2 separate regions of the Sus scrofa genome follow, and region 2 is linked to region 1. The links are chromatin contacts, called in public HiChIP or PLAC-seq maps. All regions are on one chromosome and are shown on one strand. Each heading gives the region's core, a stretch centred on a gene start, on an enhancer-like site or on the middle of the called end of the contact. The rest is flanking DNA. Distances are from core to core; before and after follow the strand shown. Region 1 overlaps U2SURP (U2 snRNP-associated SURP motif-containing protein). Region 2 overlaps SLC9A9 (sodium/hydrogen exchanger 9).

Evidence for each region. HiChIP or PLAC-seq counts read pairs in DNA pulled down with a chosen protein or histone mark.
Region 2: an H3K27ac HiChIP or PLAC-seq map of alveolar macrophages shows a contact between it and region 1. The contact joins two enhancer-like sites. A contact is called at or near these places in 1 of 47 Hi-C or Micro-C datasets (epiblast stem cells) and 1 of 2 datasets of contacts at active chromatin or transcription factors (alveolar macrophages).

The regions. Positions count from the first base shown.
Region 1 is chr13:83,753,659-83,756,598 of Sscrofa11.1, forward strand. U2SURP (U2 snRNP-associated SURP motif-containing protein) reads left to right here. Exons shown (of 28, transcript XM_013982108.2): 27 at 649-825; 28 at 1,952-2,940. The coding sequence ends at 2,090. Among named protein-coding and RNA genes, the nearest start is that of U2SURP, 51 kb to the left of the region's middle. Within about 2 kb of position 1,468, at least 2 of the 83 cell types and tissues checked have an H3K27ac peak or open chromatin away from gene starts, as enhancers often do. A contact at or near this core is called in alveolar macrophages, where this site is marked.
Region 2 is chr13:84,020,077-84,023,016 of Sscrofa11.1, forward strand. All of the region lies in intron 17 of SLC9A9 (sodium/hydrogen exchanger 9), which reads right to left. Among named protein-coding and RNA genes, the nearest start is that of CHST2, 200 kb to the left of the region's middle. Within about 2 kb of position 1,550, at least 8 of the 83 cell types and tissues checked have an H3K27ac peak or open chromatin away from gene starts, as enhancers often do. A contact at or near this core is called in alveolar macrophages, where this site is marked.

The DNA.
Region 1 (2,940 bases), core at 218-2,717:
GTATTAAGAAATCCCGGAGTTCCTTCATGGCTCAGTGGTTTAAGGATCTGGCATTGTCACTGCTGTGGCTTTGGTTACAGCTGTGGTGCGGGTTTGATCCCTGGCCCAGGAACTTCTGCATGCTGTGGGCACCCTCCCCTTCCAAAGAATTCCCAGATGTCTTTCACCCATCTTCCTCGAATGTTAAAATGTTTCTCCTTTTGCTTTATTTTCTTCTTCCCCTGCCTTTCCCTTCTATCTCCTAACCATTTAAGAGTAGCTTGCCTACATGATGCCCCATTTTCATACTCAACCACAATAAAAGTTTCAAGATAAAAACAAAAAAAGTTTCAACAGTAAGAAATTAACATTTTAAAAAACTATTACCTAATCAGAGACCTAGATGAAATTTTGTCCATTGTTCCAGTAATCTCTCTTAGGAGGAGAAAATCCAACTTAGTTGAATTTAGTTTTTGTTTAGATGAACCTGTCTATCTTTAAGACTTTTTTCTTGTTGTAAGGGGCTTGGAATGTTTTTGGAAAATAATAAAGTTAGCTGAAAAAAAGTTTAGTGTAAACTACTAGGAATTAAAAGCTAATTTAGTAGAAGGAGAATGAATACCTGATCCTTTGCTCACTTATGGAATGTTTGGGGGCTTTGTTCCATAGGAAAAGGCGACACAGTACGTCCCCTAGCCCATCTCGCAGTAGCAGTGGTAGACGAGTGAAATCCCCATCACCAAAATCGGAGCGATCAGAGCGTTCAGAAAGATCTCATAAAGAGAGCTCACGGTCCAGGTCATCTCACAAAGATTCTCCTAGAGATGTTAGCAAAAAGGCCAAAAGGTAAACACAAGTCATTTTTTGTAATATTTCAAATGCCAGTTTCCTTGTCATTCCACCAGCTTTTGAAAATAATTTGGTTGGCAGCCATTTTTTTCAAGGATTTTAGAAAACCCAAGGGACATACTTTCATTTTAGATTTGGTCCTTCCCATCCCCCCACCCCAGTCCCCTCATGACTGAAGGTACAAGAAAGCTTCCAAAAAGTGAAGACCAGCCAATTTTATTAAATTTCATATCCAGTTTCCTGTGGAAAAGGGATAGCTGCTTTACTTTTCTTTCTGCTCTGTAGTTTCTATAGAATATTCTTTGATTTTTGTCAAAGTTGAAAGAAAAATACATCCTCCTTCCCCACCCAGCAGTAATCTTACTAGCAAGTTCTTGGGTAGAGACTTGGACATAAATACCATTTCTTCAGTGTGTAACTTAGTGTGTTGTCTACCTTTCTCCTCTGAGTTCCAGAAAGACAGTTCAAAAATGTTTTATTAAATGGTGTTACATGGAGGAATTTTCCTGAGAGCTAAAACTGCTTTTTAATCCTAAAACGTTTGTATTGTGTAATCATTTTTAATGAAACCTTTTTGCAACAGATAACTCGTTTTCTAAATGGTACTTGCGTAATTATTTGTTTTGTAATTTTTGTGAACAGCACTTACAAAGTTATGCTGTCTTAAGTGATTCCCTTAAATAGTTGGCGCTTTTCCTCTCAAGAAGATAGGCTGCAAAGCTTCTCTGTTTTTAAAATTTTGTAAATGATCTTAAATGCCATTTTTGAATTTTGGCTCATATAATCTCAGGAGCTTGTTAAAGTGCAAATTCCCAGCCCCTGCCTCTCAAGATTTTGATTCAGTAGAACAGTGGTAAAGCTCAGGAGTCTCTTTCTAAGCACACACACTACTGATATCATTGATGCAGTTTATAGTAGTACAAAGTGTGTGTGTGTGTGTGTGTGTGTGTGTGTGTGTGTGTGTGTGTGTGTATACAGTAGGCAAAGTATAAATTTGGAAAGTTACAGCTTTTTTATCATTTAAGTGACTTTCATGTGCTCTAATAAAGATCATTTTAGATAAGGATAGTCAGTCTTGATCACATGATTACTTTGGTTAAATTGTTTTTATTTGTTTCCTCAGATCACCATCTGGTTCAAGGACACCTAAAAGGTCTAGGCGATCACGGTCTAGATCCCCTAAAAAATCAGGGAAGAAATCCAGATCCCAGTCCCGATCTCCACACAGGTCTCATAAAAAGTCAAAGAAAAACAAACACTGACATAAATTTTTAAGATGCTGTCATTTATTGAAAATGCGATTTTGTTTTGTGCCTGAACAGTCTGTTTTTTAAAAAAACAAAAAACAAAAAATCTAATGAAAGAGCATTCCTGGGGTTTTTATTTGTTTGTGAATGCATGTGTAAACTCATAAGTAACTGCATCTGTAGATCTGTCGTTGTTTTATATTGTATAAATTACTTCCGTTGTGGCTGTTTCTCAAGATGAAATTTTTATTGTGCTAATGAATTTCATCAGAAATGTGTATAATGGATCTGCTGGCAGTAGTGGTATTTTGTTTTAGGATGTTGTGACTTAGCAAAAAAAATAATACGGATGTCTTCCCCCTTTTGTAGCTTTGACAATTTGAATTAGATTTCAAATAAAATCTGAATAGAAAACTATAATGTTGTTTTTTTGCCCTATTGATGACATCAAGTCCTACTAAGTGAGTTTAGCACTTCTCTTGTGTTTCTTATAACTAATGCACTTTACAAGCCCTGTTGTTCAAGTAGCTGAAGTTTTGTATTTACTAAGGTGACTATCAAAATCTAGGGACCTGAGACTCTTATTTGGTAGATTTGCCAACCAGTTTCTTTGATAAGGTTCCCTTGGGTAATACTAGTATGCAGAGATCAAAAGATTAGGTGAATGTGGCATGGTCTTTTGTTAATGGAATACCTGGCTAAAAAAATTTTTTTTCAAAGAAGCAATATAAATGCAATACACGTAACCTGTGTCCTGAGCAACTACTTATTTTCAGGGAAAAACTATCTTTTGATTTTACCTTCTGTCATTAAAAAAAGAAATTTTCTAACAATAGTTGGCCATAGAATTTTTTATGATAGTTGC
Region 2 (2,940 bases), core at 300-2,799, 270 kb after region 1:
ATTGCACTTAAGCAGAACTTGTAACTGCATACAGATCTGACAATTAGCCAGTAAATGTTAATAGTCAACCATCTAGAAGCATACACTGGACCACATAAACCAAAACAACCCATCAGTCACAAATGGCTGCCCTTTATGGGGCACGAACCTTGGACTTGCCAGAGTTCCCACCACTCCTCCCTGACACAGGGTGGAGTCTCTCTTGGCATTCCTGGTCTTTACTTAGCCCGTGATACCTGTTTCTGTTGCCTGCCTGAGAACATGGTATAAACAGTGCACACAGGTGACAGGACCAACCCAAATAATATGACAGGGAAGCAAAGGGACAGGCAAGGACTATCAGCCCACTTCAAAGTCAGGGAAATAGAAACACAAAATAGGAAGGCATTTACTCCTTAGTCCCTCCAGGCTTCCACTCTCTCTGCTACCATTTTGCCCCGATGATCTTGCAGATGTTTCTTACAAGATCTTAAATTTGAATTGCAACAGGAGTCCTTAGTGGCTTGTCAGTCTCACCACCTAGCCTTCCCCCCAGCACATTTATCCTTTAGGAATTTGTGACTTGCGACAGACTGTAAATGTCAGCTGGGGGGAAAGACAAATGATAATAATACACTGGGAGTTGCAGCCTCTTTGCTAATTCACAGAAGCTGTTTCCAGAAAAACATTGCCTGCTAATTAAACAAACCCTTTTTTTCTTCTTCTCTCTCTCCTGACAGATGAAAACATGGTGAAGATATTATCCCATCAGATGGAGAGTGGCCACTGCCCTGGGAGGCGGCCTCTTTTTCTAAGGGGATTGACTTCTTGGGAACAGCAGTAAAAAGCTTTTCAACTAGGTAGAGCTCTGATCTTCAAGCCACTTGACAAACATTAGCTAATTCATCTACCCACATTCTGTGGGTTGGTATCATTCATTAGCACCACTGCTTCAAGGTCTCTGCTACAGTATGCCCACATACACAAGGTGTCTGTCACTGAAGGTCCCCTCAGTTCTCTGCCACCTGGATGGCCACTTTGGAGCTGCTGGGGTGACACTTCTTACTACTCTCTGAAATTATTTTGCTTGTCTGCTTGTTCACACTTTGTCTCTCTCCACTGCACTCAGAGCTCCATGAGGGCAGGCTCCTTATCCGTCTTATTCACTATGGTATCCTCAGTGCCTGAGACTGGCCTGGTGAATAGCAGTTGCTATATACTGCCTGTCTCCTCCAATGACAACAAGCTCCCATTTAGAAGAAGTTTCTTCCTTTTTTTTTTTTTTTTTCTGGCGTGGTAGATGTTGTTTTATTATTTTAATGCTTTTACTTAGCAAAATAAAATTTGACAAAATGTAATTTTTTTTACATGATAATAATAGATTTGAAGCATAGGAAATCATGGCTCTATATACAGAGTCAAAAGTCTCTATCTCACATTCCATTTATCTTACATGTTTCAGACTCTTCTCCAAAAGAAGAGGAAGTTTCTACATGTGAATTGTTGTGGCTGAAATGTATCCCCCCATACTGCATATTCAAGTTCTAACCCTGAGGGTCAGTGAATCTGACCTTATTTGGAAACAGGGCATTTGCCGGGGTAATCAAGTTAAGGTGAGGTCACACTGGATCAGGGTGGGCCTTACATTCAATGACTGATGCCTTTATAAGAAAAGGGAAATTTGTACATAGAGACATGGGGAGAAGAGGATGTGAGGATGGAGGCAGAGATTGGAGTGAGGCGTCTACAAACCAAGGAAAGCCAAAGATCGCCTGACAGCAACCACCAGAAGCTAGAAGAGCAAGGAAGGATTCCTCCCAGAAGCTTCTGGAGGGAGCCTGGCCCTGCTGACTCATTAATTTCAAACATCTGGTCTTCAGAACTGTAAGGGAATAAATTTCTGTTGTTTTAAGCCACTCAGTTTGTGGTACTTTGTTACAACAACCTTAGGAAATGAATACAAGAAGGTTACTATAGATCAACAAGAGACCTTTTGGGTAATGAGACAGGAAGCTCCCCTTACTTTTGCCTGGAAGCTCAGTTTACATATGACCTCCACTGCTCTTTAATCATAGTAGCTTTGTCAGAGTGGTAACGGATACGCGTGGGAAGAGAGGGAAGTTGGTGGAATTCACTGAGGCCTTCCCTTTGTGCCCAGGAACCCTCTGACCCTCCTGGGTCTATCTGGCCACAAGAAGTCCTTCATGTTTCAGAAGGCATTTCTCCCAGGGTTAGCTTCACTTGGCCCATTCACCGTCATGGATACCACTGGCTACCTACTGACTGGCTGCCCTTCATTCCGGAGCTTCAAGTTCTTATTCTCTGTTCCAAGTGAGACCCAGGGGTCTGCTATGGGCACTGCGGTCTGTGTGTCAGTTACGTTCTAGGACATTTTCCCTCACTTTAATCATAATAACTAAGGCCCAAAGAGTCAGTTGAAATCATACATCCATTGCTCTGAAGTATGTTCCTTCTTGTAACTTATGAATATTTAAAACTTCAATGGTTCTTGATTCTGATTATTAGCTCATTAAGAAGATTCTGCTCACTCTGGAGCAGTAGTTCTTAGACTTGCTTAGGTAACAGGCCCTTTGAGCATCTGATGATGTCATGGAGTCTCTCCTGACAGGTGAACATCCACACATTATCTGGATGATGCTTTAGGCCCTGGATCCCAAGTTAGGGACCCTGTTCTGCCCTTGGTGGGTCATCTCCCTCACCTCAGCTTGTCAAAAAGGGAAGCTTCTTAGCCTTTCCACAGACTTCTTGGAAGAGTTCCTGGCCTCTGGCTTTCAGGAGGATAATGGAGGAAGCTTGACCTTTTGGTTGATGTCATCTGACTCTTTTTTTTTTTCTATATTTGCATAATTCACCAGCACGATGGCTAGTATTATGTCAACTTGACTAGGCTATAAGTGTCCAGAAATTTGGTCAAACATTATTCTGAGTGTGTCTCTGAGA